2 separate regions of the Ovis aries genome follow, and region 2 is linked to region 1. Evidence: chromatin contacts called from public Hi-C data. All regions are on one chromosome and are shown on one strand. Each heading gives the region's core, a stretch centred on a gene start, on an enhancer-like site or on the middle of the called end of the contact. The rest is flanking DNA. Distances are from core to core; before and after follow the strand shown. Region 1 holds the start of ZHX2 (zinc fingers and homeoboxes 2). Region 2 has its middle 92 kb from the start of ZHX2.

Region 1 (2,700 bases), core at 165-2,664:
TTGAAGAAACGAGTCTCCGATGAGATCCTAGAAAAACCTTTTGGCTTCTTTCTTCTCCTCAGCCTCGGAAACGAAAATGCCGAAAGGTCACTCAGTGCCTTGGCCACACGGTCAGCCCCAGAGCCAGCCGTTTGCACCCCAGTCCCGGTCCTCGCCTGCAGCCACTCCGCCGCACCCGGCCACCTGTTGCTGCCCTCGCGCCCGGAGCCGAGTCGCAAGCCGCCGCTAGAGTTCGTTCTAATTCCCTGGAGCAAAGGCTGGCCGGGAAACCCCGACGCTCCGAGCCTGCTAATCTTCAGGGCAGGCGGGGACTCCGCAGGGCCTCCCAGCCCCAGGCTCTCTTTGTCTCCTCGCGGCGCTCAGAACATCAAAAGTCAACCCCAGACAGCATCCTCTCTCCCCCTCTTGGCTCGTGCGCGCTCGCGCTCAGCTCACACCTGGGAGATGCTGACGCGTCGAGACGCCCACGGAGGGGAAAAGGGTTCATCCTGGCAGGACCCGGAGGCGCAGACAGGTTGTTCTCCGTGAGATTCCAGAGCGTCTCCTGAATCCCAAATCCCTTAGAGCTCCTTAGCTGGACACTGTAGCAGCAGCGCTGCGCCCCAAACGCAAGTTCGCGGTTGCGGAGGCCGTAGGCGGAGAGCAGCGACATCCCGACTCGCCTTCGCTCTGAGGAGCCCAAAGGGAGATCCAGGGGGAGGCAACAGTTAGGGATGCCCTCCCGCCAGGAACGCCGGAGTCGCAATTTCGAAAGTGACCCGCCTCGCTTCCGAGGGACTTGCCTATGAGCGCCGCGGGGGTGTGCATTTCTGGAAGTCTGAGAATCCCAGAGAACACTGGCCGGCAAGAGTTTTTAAGTCAGCTCCCGGGGCGTCTGTTTGTTTATTGACGCTTAGGGGGAAAGTTTGAGGATGTTTAACCAACCTCAGACCTGGCGCAAGCGAAAATCTCAGACTCTCTTGGGTAAAAGTCCTCTAATTTCGAGTCGTTATATAAGTAGGGGCTCTTTCTTACCCTGCCTACCCTAAGCGCTCTCGTTCCTATTTCAGGAGTTAAATGTGTCTCGCTTAAAAAAAAAAAATTTTTTTTTTTTAAGTTGTCATTATTTCCCTGAGTCCAAAGGCGGGAGAACGCGCAGGCCGCGCCCCGGGGCGCGCGGCGGCCCCACCCTTGCGCTGCGGGAGGGACGCGGGGTCCCGGGTGCCGCCGGCTCGCGCTGGAGCAGCCGCGCCCCGCAGTCCCTCCGTCCGCCACTCCACGTGGTCGGGATCAACAGTTTGCTGAGCTCATCTGTGACACCTTGAACTTTTAATAAAGAAAATGGGTATTGCACCGGGAGGGTTCGGCCGCGGCCGCCTCGCCGGGTCCTGCTTAATATTCAATGATCTCGCTCGCGCCTCCCCCTCCTCCCCTAGCAGAAATTCCACCGAGTCCGTTACTGGGCTCAGACTTTTAACTTAATTTACGGGGCCCCCACCCCAACCTTGGCTAGTAACCAGCGCCTTGAGGGCTAGCTTTCCCCCCTCCCACCCCTCTAGCTCCCGCCTGAAAATTGACATTTCGCCGGCGTCTCCGGAGGGAGCTGAATTTCACTTTGTAACTTTCTGCGGAACCCGAGCCCGGGTGGCAGCTCGGGTGGTGGTATCGTATGCAAATACGCATGCTGACGTTACAGATCATGTGGGTTTTGGCGTAGATTCCCCACTGATCGAGACATTTTTTCCCCCCTTTTTTTTTCCTTCCCCCCCCTTTTTAAAAATTTTGGCCACTGTTCTCCGTACGGGGGCTTCTGTCTGGCTGGCTGGCTGGCAGGCTGGCTTGGCCCCCTCTTTCCCACGGAGCCCGAGCCGGGCGCCCGGTGGGGAGTGGGGAGTGGGTGGGGGGGGAGCCAGCAGAGTTCCATTTTGGAACGCCCCTGTGCCGCGTCTCCGCGTTCCCAGCCCGGGTCCCCGCGCTCCCAGCCCCCGGCGCAGGTAAGAAACTTCGCCCCGGCGCGGAGCACCCCCCCACCGCCCCGGCGCCGCCGGCCCCGAGCCCCGCACGCCGGGCACCGGCCACTCCAGCCCAACTTTCCCACCGCCGCCACCGCCGCTCCCGAAAAATGTGTTGTTAATGGGACTTGGCCGGGTTTGTGATTGCAAAGGGGGGCGCGGGAGGGGGGTGGTAGGTAGTGTGCAGGCTTTTTTTTTTTTTTTTTTTTGCGGGTGGGAGGAGATCAGAGGAGCCAGAGGTGGGGGGGATTTTTTTTTTTTAAGAGTTCTGATTACAAGTTTGGATAAATGGGAGGCCGAGCGAGGAGGAGGAGGAAAAAAACATGTCTACGTTTCCCTATGTCGACATAAGCCACAAAAAAATATGGCGTCCGCTTTCGACAGGGCGTTACGTAGACCCGACTGTGTTTTTATTTATTTATTTCGGGGCCGGCTCCCTCCCTCCTTGGCCCGAGCGCGGCGCTTTGTGCGAGCGGGGCCGGTCCCGCGGGGACTCGGCCGGGACGTGGCCCCGGCTCCGCGGGGTTCGGCGGGCGGGGGGCTGCGTGTGTGTGCTCCCCGCCGTCGCCCCCCCGCCTCCGCGCTCCCCGCGTCTCCCCGCTCCCGGTGACGATTCGCCGTAACGTGGTGGCAGGAAGCATGACGCCGTGGGCTGAGGCTCGCCTCTCCGCTCCGCGCTCCTGGCGGCTGCCGGCGGCGCGGGCGGGCG
Region 2 (2,700 bases), core at 27-2,526, 92 kb before region 1:
ATAACTGCATGTCTTCTCTGAATGTTTGGTAAAGAATCTGGATTGTGTGTGCCTGATCAGTCGCTCAGTCGTGTCCGATTCTTTGTGACCCCGTGGACTGTAGCCCACGAGACTCCTTTGTCCCTGGGATACTCCAGCAAGAATACCGGAGTGGGTTGCCATTTTCTCCTCCAGGGGATCTTCCCTACCCAAGGATCGAACCTGACTCTCTTGCATCTCCCACATTGGCAGGCAGATTCTTTACCTCTGAGCCATTCGGGAAGTGGCTGGATTAAGCTTTTTAAATTATCAAATTCAAAGCCAATCTTGCTGAACCTGGATGCCGCACCCCCATCTGTGGCTCTCTGGTCCCATCCCTCACACACTGCCCAGTTGGTCCATGATTTAGCAGCTCTGCTTTTGTCGTTGTTAGTTTTCTGGTCCATCTTCAACATTCATCAGTAGCAAACTAACATTCACTGAGCAGCTACTATAATCTGTGCTTTGAGAATTTGAGAAAGAGTCTCAAGAGAAGATTAGACTTGTGGTTTCCATTGTATAACCTTTGGTACAATTAGATTTTTATTTTTTTACATTATTGCAGACATGCTAAATCTTTTCACTCATATCTGACTCTTTGCAATCTGATTCTACAGGGTGTAGCCCATGAGGCTCCTCTGTCCATGGGATTCTCCGGGCAAGAACACTGGAGTGGGTTGTTATGCCCTCCTCGAGGGGATCTTCCCCACCCAGGGATCAAACCCGCGTCTTCTGCATCTCCTGTACTGCAGGTGAATTCTGTATTGCTGAGCCACTGGGGAAGCCCGCTTACATTACTACCTTTAGCTTATAAACATCTTAGACGAGACCACTGAAGGGATTTGATACATCATTTTTGAAAAAGTATATTTCACATATGAGGTCTTTCTGCACATGATTGTGGATTAATAGTTGGTGGATAAGTCTAGAGGGAAACAAACAATTTTTGTTTTGAGTTTGAAAACTACAGAGCTTTATTAAATAATCTTACCCTCTCCTTTCTAAGATTTGTTTCTGCACTAATAATGTTCCTATGCTTCCAAAGTCAAGAGCCTCAGTGTTCTGAGACTTGGAAACCCAAAAAGGATGCAGCTTTTCCCTGGGCCCTGCCCACCACACTCCACCAGACTCTTAGAACTGCCTCCTGCGCACAAAGGGTGAATCTGGAAAAAAACCCAGCTGACTCAGCCCTGGAACTCCCTCCTCACTCCACCCGGGCAGGACTGCTGTTCCTCTGACTCCCAGTAGGGGGAGCAGCTGCTCCCTCTATCAGTTCCAGAGACCTTCCCAGCCTCTGGCTATTCTCCAGGGTTCATAGAGCTAAAAGACTCTCCCCAGAGTTTCAGTCTTCTGTGTCCCACAGCAGTGGCAGCACTGTCCAAATTCCATCTCTGCTGAAAATGTAGCAAAATGAAGACTGTATTGAGAGCTGGCACCCGAAAGCACGTCTCCCATCATGACTGCCACCTGCCTTCAGCCCCCGATGTCTTGAGGAGAAAAAATGAAATGCATATTTGGACACATAGAAATGATGAATGAAGCTGCCACCACCCCCTGGAGCCCTTGGGCTTTCTTCTCTGACTCAGTCACCAATTCCCTAAGCTCCCTCAATGCCTTCCAAAGCCTGGGTGTGGCTACAGAGCCCTTGAAAAATGACTAGTGTGATGAGTAGTTGAATGCTTTATTTTAATTCAGCTAGATTTAAAAACAATTCAGTTATTGGAAAACTTTATGCCTGGAACAATGTGGGCAGATGAATGTTTTTTCAACTGTAAATTTTATAAAATCAAAATACATATCAAGTATTTTTAATGAAAATTTAACAGTCCAGATGAGATGCGCTGTAGGTAACAGATTTTGAGCACATAGAACAAAAAGAACACAAAACTGTCACATTTGTAGTGGTTCATATGATCACATGTGAAAATGCTATTTAGGATATCTCGGGTTAAACTATATTACTAAAGTTAATTTTACCTGTTTCTTTTTTCACCTAAGAGTTGACCCTTGAACAACACAGGATGAATTGCACAGGTCATTTATATGCTTATTTTTAAACAGTAAATACTGCAGTGTTACACACAGTCTTTGGCTGGTAAAATCTGCACAGGTGGAACCACAGATACAGAGGAAGCATGGATTTGGAGGGCCAATCACAAATTACACTCAAATTTCCCACTGCTTCAAGGACTGAGGCCCCTAGTCCCCCTTGTTGTTCAAGGGTCAGCTGTGTTTTTTAGCAAACAGCACTTTTCTAGACCCTCTTCCAGCTTATTTGTTTGTTTTAGAGAGGGGTTGGCTGTACTGAGCGGCATATGGGATCTTAGTTCCCCAACCAGGGATCAAACTCACTCTGCCTGCTTTGGAAGCACAGCGTCTTAACCACTGGACCACCAGAGAAGTCCCTCCAGTTTTCCTTTGCCTTGAAAACTGGCCAGAAATTCCACCTGGTGTGAACAGGGTGGTGTTCTGCGAAGAAATCACACAGCTTTCCAAGGCCCGCAGTGCTGGAAGGAGGCAGAAGGAGCAACACCAGGTGGAACTGGGTCTGACATCCTGAGGGAAAGCCAACCCATGCTAGGAACATCCCAACCCCACCCCGACTCCCATGCCATCAATGGGATCCATGCAGGCCCTCAGTGGACCCTCTCCTGGAGACCCAGGGATGATAAATGCACGGTT

The links. A called contact is a pair of places that touch in the nucleus more often than the background predicts.
Region 2: a contact with region 1 is called in a Hi-C map of muscle, with 4 times the contacts expected there. The contact joins the enhancer-like site here to the promoter of ZHX2 in region 1. A contact is called at or near these places in 5 of 16 Hi-C or Micro-C datasets (hypothalamus, mixed tissues, muscle and 1 more).

Annotation. Positions count from the first base shown.
Region 1 is chr9:29,982,774-29,985,473 of ARS-UI_Ramb_v3.0, reverse strand. It overlaps ZHX2 (zinc fingers and homeoboxes 2), which reads left to right and starts at 1,414. Exons shown (of 6, transcript XM_060393695.1): 1 at 1,414-1,973.
Region 2 is chr9:30,075,072-30,077,771 of ARS-UI_Ramb_v3.0, reverse strand. No RefSeq gene overlaps it. Among named protein-coding and RNA genes, the nearest start is that of ZHX2, 92 kb to the right of the region's middle. Within about 2 kb of position 1,276, at least 1 of the 54 cell types and tissues checked has an H3K27ac peak or open chromatin away from gene starts, as enhancers often do. A contact at or near this core is called in muscle, where this site is marked.